Regions from separate parts of the Mus musculus genome. Here region 1 is linked to region 2. A link is a contact called in public promoter capture Hi-C data. All regions are on one chromosome and are shown on one strand. The core of a region is the stretch at or near the end of the contact, and the rest is flanking DNA. Distances in the headings are between cores, read along the strand shown. Region 1 overlaps Gm36090 (a long non-coding RNA gene). Region 2 holds the start of Matn4 (matrilin 4).

Evidence for each region. Promoter capture Hi-C pulls out the DNA fragments that hold promoters and counts their contacts.
Region 1: a promoter capture Hi-C map of trophoblast stem cells shows a contact between it and region 2, with 5 times the contacts expected there. The contact joins the enhancer-like site here to the promoter of Matn4 in region 2. A contact is called at or near these places in 25 of 39 promoter capture datasets (the 3T3-L1 cell line, 3T3-L1-derived adipocytes, the C10 cell line and 14 more), 9 of 15 datasets of contacts at CTCF or cohesin (CD8 T cells, the NIH/3T3 cell line, embryonic stem cells and 4 more), 185 of 484 Hi-C or Micro-C datasets (the 3T3-L1 cell line, 3T3-L1-derived adipocytes, the 63-12 cell line and 102 more), 33 of 115 datasets of contacts at active chromatin or transcription factors (the 230-238 cell line, DN3 thymocytes, the HPC-7 cell line and 24 more) and 6 of 9 other capture datasets (adipose tissue, embryonic stem cells, embryonic tail and 3 more).

Annotation. Positions count from the first base shown.
Region 1 is chr2:164,532,254-164,536,717 of GRCm38.p6, forward strand. It overlaps Gm36090 (a long non-coding RNA gene), which reads right to left. Exons shown (of 6, transcript XR_375205.4): 5 at 2,616-2,827; 6 at 1-1,620. Among named protein-coding and RNA genes, the nearest start is that of Gm36090, 15 kb to the right of the region's middle. Within about 2 kb of position 2,253, at least 16 of the 459 cell types and tissues checked have an H3K27ac peak or open chromatin away from gene starts, as enhancers often do. A contact at or near this core is called in CD8 T cells, DN3 thymocytes, Th1 cells and 3 more, where this site is marked.
Region 2 is chr2:164,401,348-164,406,305 of GRCm38.p6, forward strand. Matn4 (matrilin 4) reads right to left here and starts at 3,471. Exons shown (of 11, transcript NM_013592.4): 1 at 3,144-3,471; 2 at 495-615. The coding sequence starts at 573. Rbpjl (recombination signal binding protein for immunoglobulin kappa J region-like) reads left to right here and starts at 1,847. Exons shown (of 12, transcript NM_009036.1): 1 at 1,847-1,971; 2 at 3,112-3,214; 3 at 4,407-4,532. The coding sequence starts at 1,950.

The DNA of each region.
Region 1 (4,464 bases), core at 1,003-3,502, 130 kb after region 2:
CCTGAAAGCCAGCCTTCAGATGAAGATGTAGAACTCTCAGCTCCTCCTGCACCATGTCTGCCTGGATTCTACTATGTTCCTGCCTTGATGATAGTGGACTGAACCTCTGAACCTGTAAGCCAGCCCCAATTAAATGTTGTCATAATTTATAAGAGTTGCCTTGGGGGGCTGGAGAGATGGCTCAGCGGGTTAGAGCACTGACTGCTCTTCCAAAGGTTCTGAGTTCAAATCCCAGCAACCACATGGTGGTTCACAACCATCCGTAGTAAGATCTGATGCCCTCTTCTGGTGCGTCTGAAGTCAGCTATAGTGTACTTATGTATAATAATAAATAGGTCTTAAAAAAAAAGAGTTGCCTTGGTCATGCTGTCTGTTCCCAACAGTGAAACCCTAAGACAAGAGTGAATGAAGGGGGTGGGGGGAGGCACCCAGGCAGCAGTGGTCATGGCAACTGATTAGCTGGAAGAAGACAGTATTCTTGGCTCACCAGAGAACAGTTAGGGGTGCTTTCCTAGTAGATGGCACATAGATGGTAGTTGGTAGATGGCACGTGGTGGCGAGGGACAGAAAAGACAGAGGGTGATGGTTGACTTTTCTGGCCTGAGCAATCAAGGGTGTGGTCGAGGAGGATGTCTGTGACCTTGAGACCAAGGCACCTAAGGAGCATCCAGGTGTGGGTGTTAGGTAGACACGGATTCGTCCACTCACACACCTAGGATCCTTTCTTAGGAAGAGTGTACTCGTGAGGGCTGGAAGCACAGACAAGACAGTGCGGGGGCACCCATCTGAGAGACACACATGCACATGCACGCGCACGCATACACACACACTCAGGCTTGATGGCAGAGGCAGCCAAACCACTGATCCACCATTTCTGTAAAATGGAAGTGAGGGTGAAGGCACCTGCCTCATTGGTTGTGAAGACCCCAGAAAACTTTACAATCCAGTCCAGTCAAGACTTTGAGATCATACCGGTACCGGGGTGGGGGTGGGGGAGGGGGGGGCAGCAACGGGTAGTCAGTGGTCATGTTTCAGGTGAGCATATCCTGTGTGTCCCAGGCACTGGGTCACAGCAGTGACCACAGGACCCAGTCTCCTGCCCCTGTGGTCCAGGAGCTGATGGCTTAGCGGGGGCAAGAACATCCGTGAAGGTAAGGTACGTGTTTCCAGTTGTGGTAGCTGCTATGAAGAGAGTGGTGCAGGTCACAGGGCAAAGAGGAGCTAGGTAGCTGTGGATGGATGCAGGAGTCCCATACCCAGCCCTGGGGGTGGGACAGCAATTAGATGTGAAACTCTCACTAACAAATAATACCAGGTGAAACCTGATACCAAAACACATGGAAGGCCAAGAGAAAGTTTCCAAAACTCATTAATTAATTAATTAATTAATTAAGGCAGGGTTCTCACGTGACCAGCCCAGCTCCACACATGCTGTGTAGTGGGCGAGAATGGTCTTGAACCCCCGATCCCAGGCTAAGGAAGAGCGGATACACAAGGCTTAGAAGGTCCTTATTCTTCAGTGCAGAAGAAAGCAGGCAGGGGCTGGATTCCAGGTCTGGCTCAGTTTCAAAGGGCCCGGGGTCACGCCATCTTGTTTCATTCTTTGAAGTCTCTCCACCACTGTGAAGGTGAGGGCAAAGCATCGAGGCACAGGGAGGATGAGCAGCAATGGGGCTGTCCCAGTTCCAAAACTCCCCGGTTCAGTTCCCACATCAGGCAAATCACAGATGTCTGTAACTATGGCTCCAGGGGAGTCTGGTATCTCTGTCCTCCACAGGGGTCAGAGGACGTGCACTCACATGCACACGAACACACACACACACACATGCACACACACACGCACACACACGCACACGCACACACACGCACACGCACACACAAAATAATAGTAAATATTAAAAGTGGAGGGGGGTGTGAGCAAAGGCTCCCCCCCCCCCCTTTTATCTCAGTTCTAACCCCGTCTCCCAGACGGAATGTGGTGAAACAGGGGTGGATGCTTTAATCCTGAGTTACAAAACAGCAACAGAACAAAGAAATCAAGAAATCAAGGCTACCTTGGGCTCTCTTTTATGGTGGTTTGGGACATGATAACCTTTGCAGCCGTGTAGTAACGTAGATACATTGCCCTAAAGACCCATTTTATGTTCATGCCCCCCAGACTCTCGTGAAACAACCCGCAGTATGTTGCAGCCGTAGCCCGCCCCAGGGCACTGTGCTGAGCCGTCTGCTCTCAGGGTGAATGGGCCTTTTATGTTTCCTCTGTGATGTGGGGTTGATAAACCCTGCTCTGCTCAGGGCTCTGAAGCCACAAGGAGAAGATAAACTTACTGAGAGGGTATGCGGGAAGAAACAAGGGTTTGGGTTTTGTTTTTCTTTTTTACCAGCAGTGGTGGCGCACGCCTTTAATCCTAGCACTCTGGGGGCAGAGGCAGGCAGATCTCTGTGAGTTTGAGGCCAGCCCTGGTTCACAGTGGGAGTTCCAGGACAGCCAGGGCTAAGCAGAGAAACCACCATCTCTGGTGCACCAACTTTAGTCCTCAGCTCTGCAAAAACCTGGAGTGGCAGTTCTCATCACTTGGGAGGCAGAGGAAGGAAGATCGGGAGTTCAAACTCACCCTTCTCTGAGCAGCAGCTCAGAGGTGAGGCTGGGCCACGCAAGACCCCGTGAAGGTAAAATGAGGGGCCAGAGAGAAGATAAGCAGTCATGAGCTCTTGTCCTTCTTACAGAGGACCCAGGTTCAGTTCTCACAACCCACAGCGCTCACCACAGCCACCTGAATTCCATTGGTCCGGTACCCTCTTCTGACCTCCACGGGCATCGGAAAACCTGTAGTGCACAGATAAACATGCAGACAAAGCACTCAACATACCAAATAAATTAAATAAAGCTTAAAAAAAAAAAGGTTAAATAAGAATACTCACAGCCTTTTTGTCACTCTTTAAAAAAAAATATTACCAGATCCCATTTGGAATTATTTGACAGTTTACTAGAATTTCATGTTTTTGTTATTATTATTATTATTATTATTATTATTATCTAGCACCAGCTGTTGATCAGGGTCTTGAGCCAGACAAGTTCTCCACCCACAGTTCATGCTGTGACTTAGCTTACTGTTGTTACGTGTAAATTTATTTATTTTTGTCTGATTGTTTGTTTTCTGGGACAGAGCCTTGCGATGTGGCCTAGACTGACTTCAAACTCATGATCCTCCTGCCTCTGCCTCCTACGTGCTAGCACCATAGGCCTGTACCGCCATGCACAATAAAAAGTAGTGTGTATTGATCCCACCCAGAGAGTCCATGGAGAGCCTTGTGCTGAGATAGTTTTCAAATGCGCAGGTCAATTGGTCTCCTAAATTTTTTTATTTAAATATCTTTAATTTTTATTGCAGTCCTGTGCACACTTTGAATTTATAATCAAAAGTTCTGTCAGATGTGACAGAAGAGCACATGACAGGTGAAGGCAAGGATCAGAGGTTCAAGGCCATCCCCGGCTACATAATAAATCCCAGGCCAGCCTGAGCTACATAAAAGCAAATGTGAAAGGGATACAGTAAGAAAATTAATAAATAAAAATTTAAAAGAGAAAAAGAAAGAAGACAGACAGAAAGAGGACAAAGGTTAGGTGTAAGAAAGATTGATTCTCTTCTGTTCCCACTTTCCCGTCCTCCAAACAAATATTACCCAGCCCCAGCTCTAGCGTGTGGGGGGTAAGGACTTAGTTTTCTCTTCCTCCCTAGTGTGTGTGTGTGTCTTTGTCTGTGTGTCTGTGTGTCTGTGTGTCTGTGTCTGTGTGTGCAGGTTCTTGCAGGCATGCTTACCTGTGAGTGCACCAAGGAGACTAGAGGAGAATATCAACTGTTTGGTTACATCACTCTCTGTCTACTCCCATGAGACAAGGTCACTCACTGGACCTGGAGTTTACTTATTTATTTATTTTTATCATTCTGATGGCCAATAGTCTTGGGCATGATCCTGTCTCTGATCTGCTCCTCTTGGGCTGAGCTTTTGTGAATGCATAGTATACCTGGCTTGGATTTATGTATTTGTTTATTTATATATCATATCATATCATATCATATCATATCATATCTATCTATCTATCTATCTATCTATCTATCTATCTATCTATCTATCAATCATATAATAAGTACAAAAGCCAGTAACTTAGTCGTTTATAGTCAGTATCAAGTAAATGTAGTATATAAAATTGCATGTAGTGTACTTTTTCAATTATCATTTTCTGTGTGTGGTGTTTTGCCTGCTTGTATTTCTGCATGTCTGGTTCCTGAGTCGGTCAGAAGAGGGCATTGGATTCCCTGGATCTGGAGTTACAGATGGTTGTAAGCCAATATGTGAGTGCTAAGGGATTGAACCCAGGTCTTCTGGAAGAGCAGCCAGTGCTCTTAACTGTTGAGCCATCTCTCCAGCCCAGCCATGTAACTTTGGCTGGCTCGGAACTTA
Region 2 (4,958 bases), core at 2,221-4,720:
GGAGTGAACAAAGAGATGTCGCTGTCTCAAATGCCTACATGAGCCAGCCAGACACCATAAATGAATGAACTGATTAGATTATATCTAGAACATCTCATCTCCTGTATCTCTGATAACTTGGATTGTCCCAGCAAGCAGGTCCCTGGTCTGTTTGTTTGGTTGGTTGGTTTTGTTCAAGAAAATTCTCAAATAGGGTTGTTTTTTAATGTGGAGTCTCCTGATTTTTCCATGGTTTCAATAAGCTTCAATAAAAGTCGACACCGAATGAACCCAAAACTATGCCACATACTACAATTGAGGAAACAGCGCCCGCCCGAGGGATGAAGTGGGAGGGATGAAGCCCGAATCCAGCCTGTGTTCTAAAGCCCGCCCCCCCCATACACACACCCATCCTTCCACCAGTGTGCCAACCCCTCCTGGCAACCCTGGCTCACTGTGGATAGAGAACGTTGCTGCTCCCTTCCTCCCATGGTGAGGGCTGGGATCCAACTCACCTGCAGACTGGAGCTGAGTTTCCCAGGACTGCAGGAAGAGCAGCAACAGAGAGAGTGGCCAGCAGCAGGGGCCTCTCATGGTGCTTGGAAGGATGACGAACCACAGTGTCACAGCCTGCAGCTAGAAAAGAAGGTCGCAAAGCAACAGTTTTGACGGTGCTTTTATTGCAGGGGATGAACACTCTGGCTTTGCGTATGTTCAAAATGTTTTGCCAGGCATAGCTGCACACTCGGGAGGCAAAGGCAGGCAGATCTCTGGGAGTTTGAGGACCAGTCTGTTCTTCATAGTGAGTTCCAGGCCACCCAGGGCTACATAGTGAGATTCTTTCTCAAAACAAAACAAAAAGGCTCATGATAATTTTTTGATGTCACCACACTGGGATTGCTGAAACTCACAGAGGAGCCTTTGTAAAAAATGGCATTTTACAGAACTACAGGGCACTAAGTTAATAAGAAGTAGATAAAAATACATAAAACTCAAAAGGAGATAAACGCTTGTATTAAAAAATTATATACATATGTGTGTATATATATATATACACACACACCATATATATGATATATATTACAGATCATACACATCATATATATTATATAGCATACACACCATATATGTGTGTGTGTGTTACATATATATACATGTATATGGTGTGTGCTCACACACTATGGCACACACGTGTGGAGGTCAGGGGGCAATTCGCTGAAGTCCGTTTTCTCCTTCCTCTGTGTGTGTCCCAGAATTAAACAGGACTGAACTCCGGTGGTCAGTCCCGACAGCAAGCACCTTTACCCACTGAGCCATCTTGCCAGTCCCCGAAAGAACCCCTTCCTAAATACCAGATATAGTGCTAAATGTGCTTTTCCGTTGTGGCATTGACCCTCTTTGTAGTTCCGACATTTAAGGCTGTTTTGGTTCGGTTCTCCCTATTCAGAAATAGGCTTTAAGAAATTAAATGCTGCTACCCAACGCCTTATAGCAGGAAAGTGGCTGCGGCCGAGATAGAGTCCTGTCTATCTGGTGTGTGAGTCAGCTAAGGTGCTCCACACTCTCTTCTTCTGCGGACAGAAATCATTCCCCATATTCCCCCAAACCCGTGCCACACGCCAAAGAGCAGCTCTTGGGGTCTGGGTTCTTAGTGGTAGGCCAGAGAGTGGAGTCCTGCACAAGACACGCCTCGGTGTCTGTTTCTCGCCTGCTCTTAGGAGAGGCCGCCAGGGGGCGCCTGCTGGGTCTGGCTTCTACTGCCGTGGGAAGCCTACATCTGCCCAGCAGGTGTCCCTGCCCAGAGCAAACAGGCCGCTGGGAGTCCCGGGACCTTGAAGATAAGGCTTGGACAGGATAAATCCAGTGTGAGGATCGGATCGGGGCTTAGATGTGTGAACGGTATCGAAGTCAGTGGCGGTAGATGTGCCCAGAGGGCAGCAAGAGAGCGGCCTGGGCCTCGATGAGCAGCCATGGACCCCAGGGAGACAACAGGTGAGCCCTCTCCTTCCTGTGTAGCCTAACTAGGTCCCTTGAGAACCACTAAGGGAACACACACACTGTACGGATGGAAAATGTGCTGCCCAATAAGACTACCCAGCTGGGCTCCAGGCACAGAACTAAACCTAGCTCTCACCCCCCTACACCCCACCCCTGTCTCTTCCTCCAGAGAAGCCTGGTTCCCTTGCACCTAAGAATCACTAAGCCTTTCTTCCGTTCCCCACCCCACCCCCACACGGCACACTGAGCCTGCTCTATCCATTTTTCTGTGGTTTCTTGGCAGAGCAGGCCATCGCCCCTTAACCCACGGCTGCCCCTCCCTCAACCCCCCAGTTCCTTGAATGAGCCCATTCTGAGCAAGGCCGGTGCGTGGCTCTGACTCCAGACCAGCTTCCTATCCGAGATTCTTCTCCCTTCTGGCTTTCCAGCGAGGGTAGAAGAACAAAAATCCTTCTGGCAGGGTCTGTGGTGGTAAGGTGACAAGCTAGCTAGATGTGCCAGTGGCTTGATGGTGGAGGTAGGAGGAAAGGCAAGCCTTTTCTAGAGTGGGCCAGAGCGGAGCCAGCACCCCAGGGCAAACATCTGAGTATAGCTCCACCGGGCCTTTGAAACTCAGGGTTGGCTCTTGACTAAGGGCTCCCTTAAGCTCCTCTTGGCTTAAGTCAACACGCACTTGATGTCGCTTGCACCTCAGGACTCTTAGAAAGTCAAAACAGCTGCCCTCTCAATTTCAGCTTTCCAAATCCGCTGTTCCACGGGGGGGGGGGGGGCGGTCTAGGGAGGGCAAAGAGAGTCATCATCGTTCAAAGGCTTGCTTTGAAGTAGTGGCCCATTAGAGTGAGCCCAGGTCTCCTGATAAGGATCCTTGCATTGAAGAGGAAATTTCTCGGACGCCCTTAGGATAGGGAAAGTGCATTCCCAAGGAAAGTGCGCTCCAAAGAGGTCTGAGTTCAAGAGCTAATCCGGAAAGGACACTTTGGGAAGGTGCCAGGCGTGGAGGGAGATTAGGGAAGGAGGACCTGCATTTTGTTGGCCTTGCCAGAGGGGGATCGGAAAAGGTACTGCAGGTTAGACGTGGACACGTAGGCTGTTAAGACTTGTCCCCCTACGGGTTTTACGCTGGCTTCCCTGCAGACCCCTCGTTGCCCCCGGGCCCTTTGACTCACCTGAGCCTGCCGGACAGCTCAGAGGTGCGGCTACAGAGCGACGGGCCCAGCCTCCTGGGGAGTTGGACCAGGTAACGGCGGCGGCGTGGGCAGGTTGCCCTAAGTGGGGAATGCCAGACAGCCAGGGCGAGCCCAAGCGGCAGCTGCATTTAACCTGGAGCGGGAGGGTGGGGAGGGGGAGCGCGGGCTGCGACCCCTCCCACTGGCAGGAGCGTTCTCCCCCTTCCTCTCAACACTCGGGCCCCAGCAAGCACGGCGCCCCTTTTTCCTGCTGCTCTGGGAGCTGCAGGCGCGAGCTGCGGGCCGGAATTGGGCTACAGCTGGAGTCGGGCGGCGACACTCCGGGCAGCCGGAATGCTCTGGAATCCTACACGAGACACTTCCCAGAGGAGAGCCCCAAGAGGCGGAGCGGTCCTGACCGCCGCCTGCCTGGCCTGCCTGGGCTTCCAAGGACGCGCCCGACTCTTGCCCTCCTCTGTCCCTTCCTGGAGTGATGAAAGGCCGAGACTTGGTCCTGCCGTAAAGGTAAAAGGACTCAAAAGGACAGCCTTGGAGTTCCCAGCTCTCTTCAGGGCCCAACTTGCTCATTTCCCAAATAAAGACTCACCACAGACTCTTTTTCATGTGCTCCTTTTAATTGCGCAGGCTTTGAGAGAACCCATCCTCATTTGTCAAACTCTCGGACTGATAAGCAACAGACCCCAGAGAGCTGACCCGTGCTACACTCAAAGAAAAGAAAACCCCCGTAGCATTAAGCCAAGGGTGTTGTTTGGGCATCAGAAAGACTCAGATCCGCCGCCTCCCCCCCACCCCAATCCTGGTAATGCAGTTTGGAGCCTTGGTCACATTTTCACCGGTGCATGTGCCTGCTCGAATTGAGGTTGTGCTCCGGACCTGGAGCTGGCAAAGGCTGTTTCCCCTTATGAGTTGAAAGCTTAATTACTATTTCCACAAAGCCCACCTCCATCTGAGAACCAAATGTAGGGTTTTAAACACAGCTATTCCACTTGGCCCCAGACTACAACAGCCGGGAAGCCACCCACACAGTGTAGCACCTGGGTGATCCTGGTGAGGTCTGTGCAGGGTTCTTGGAACACAAATATTTAGCTCATTTCCCAAGTCCTTCTTCCCCCAGATCCCTTGGAGGACATAAATCAACCCCATCTCCAACTTCAGCTCACTCAGCTTCAGGGGTGGGCTTTGTGCCAACTCAACCCTTGACTCTCCTTCCTGTGGCCCCGTGGGCCCAACCCCCATTCCTAGGTCACCCCCAGAGCATGCCATCATCCTAAGAGAAGGTGTGCGCACATGCCTGCAGCAAAGATGTGAGCAGACTGTGTGGATCCTGCATGCCAAGGTGGCTCAGAAATCCTATGGAAATGAGAAGCGGTAGGTGGCTCCCTACCCCGACCCAGGTCTCCACAGCCTTCAGCCCTATGCCTCCCTCCAAACCCACCACCATTTAGCTTCTTTGACATCTTGGAGGCCTCAAGGCTGACACCTCAGCCATTGTTCAGCCAGGGTCCTGTTCCCCAGCCAACAACAGCTGCCTACTGGGATCTAGAGCAGAACTTGACAGTGGCTGTCAGATCCCCACATCCCCGACCAGTATCCATTCATTCTGCTGCGTACTACATGTCACGCACCAGGGTCACTGCTGGGCACTAAGCCTCCAGCTGGACCAGGCAGATACAGCCTCTACTTCCATGGCATCTCCATTCTGGTAGGGGACATGCAGTCACCTCCCCACAAGCCAGCAAACAAGGTATTTCAGATTGTGATGAGAGCCAGAGAAAAACAGAGTGGAGTCACATA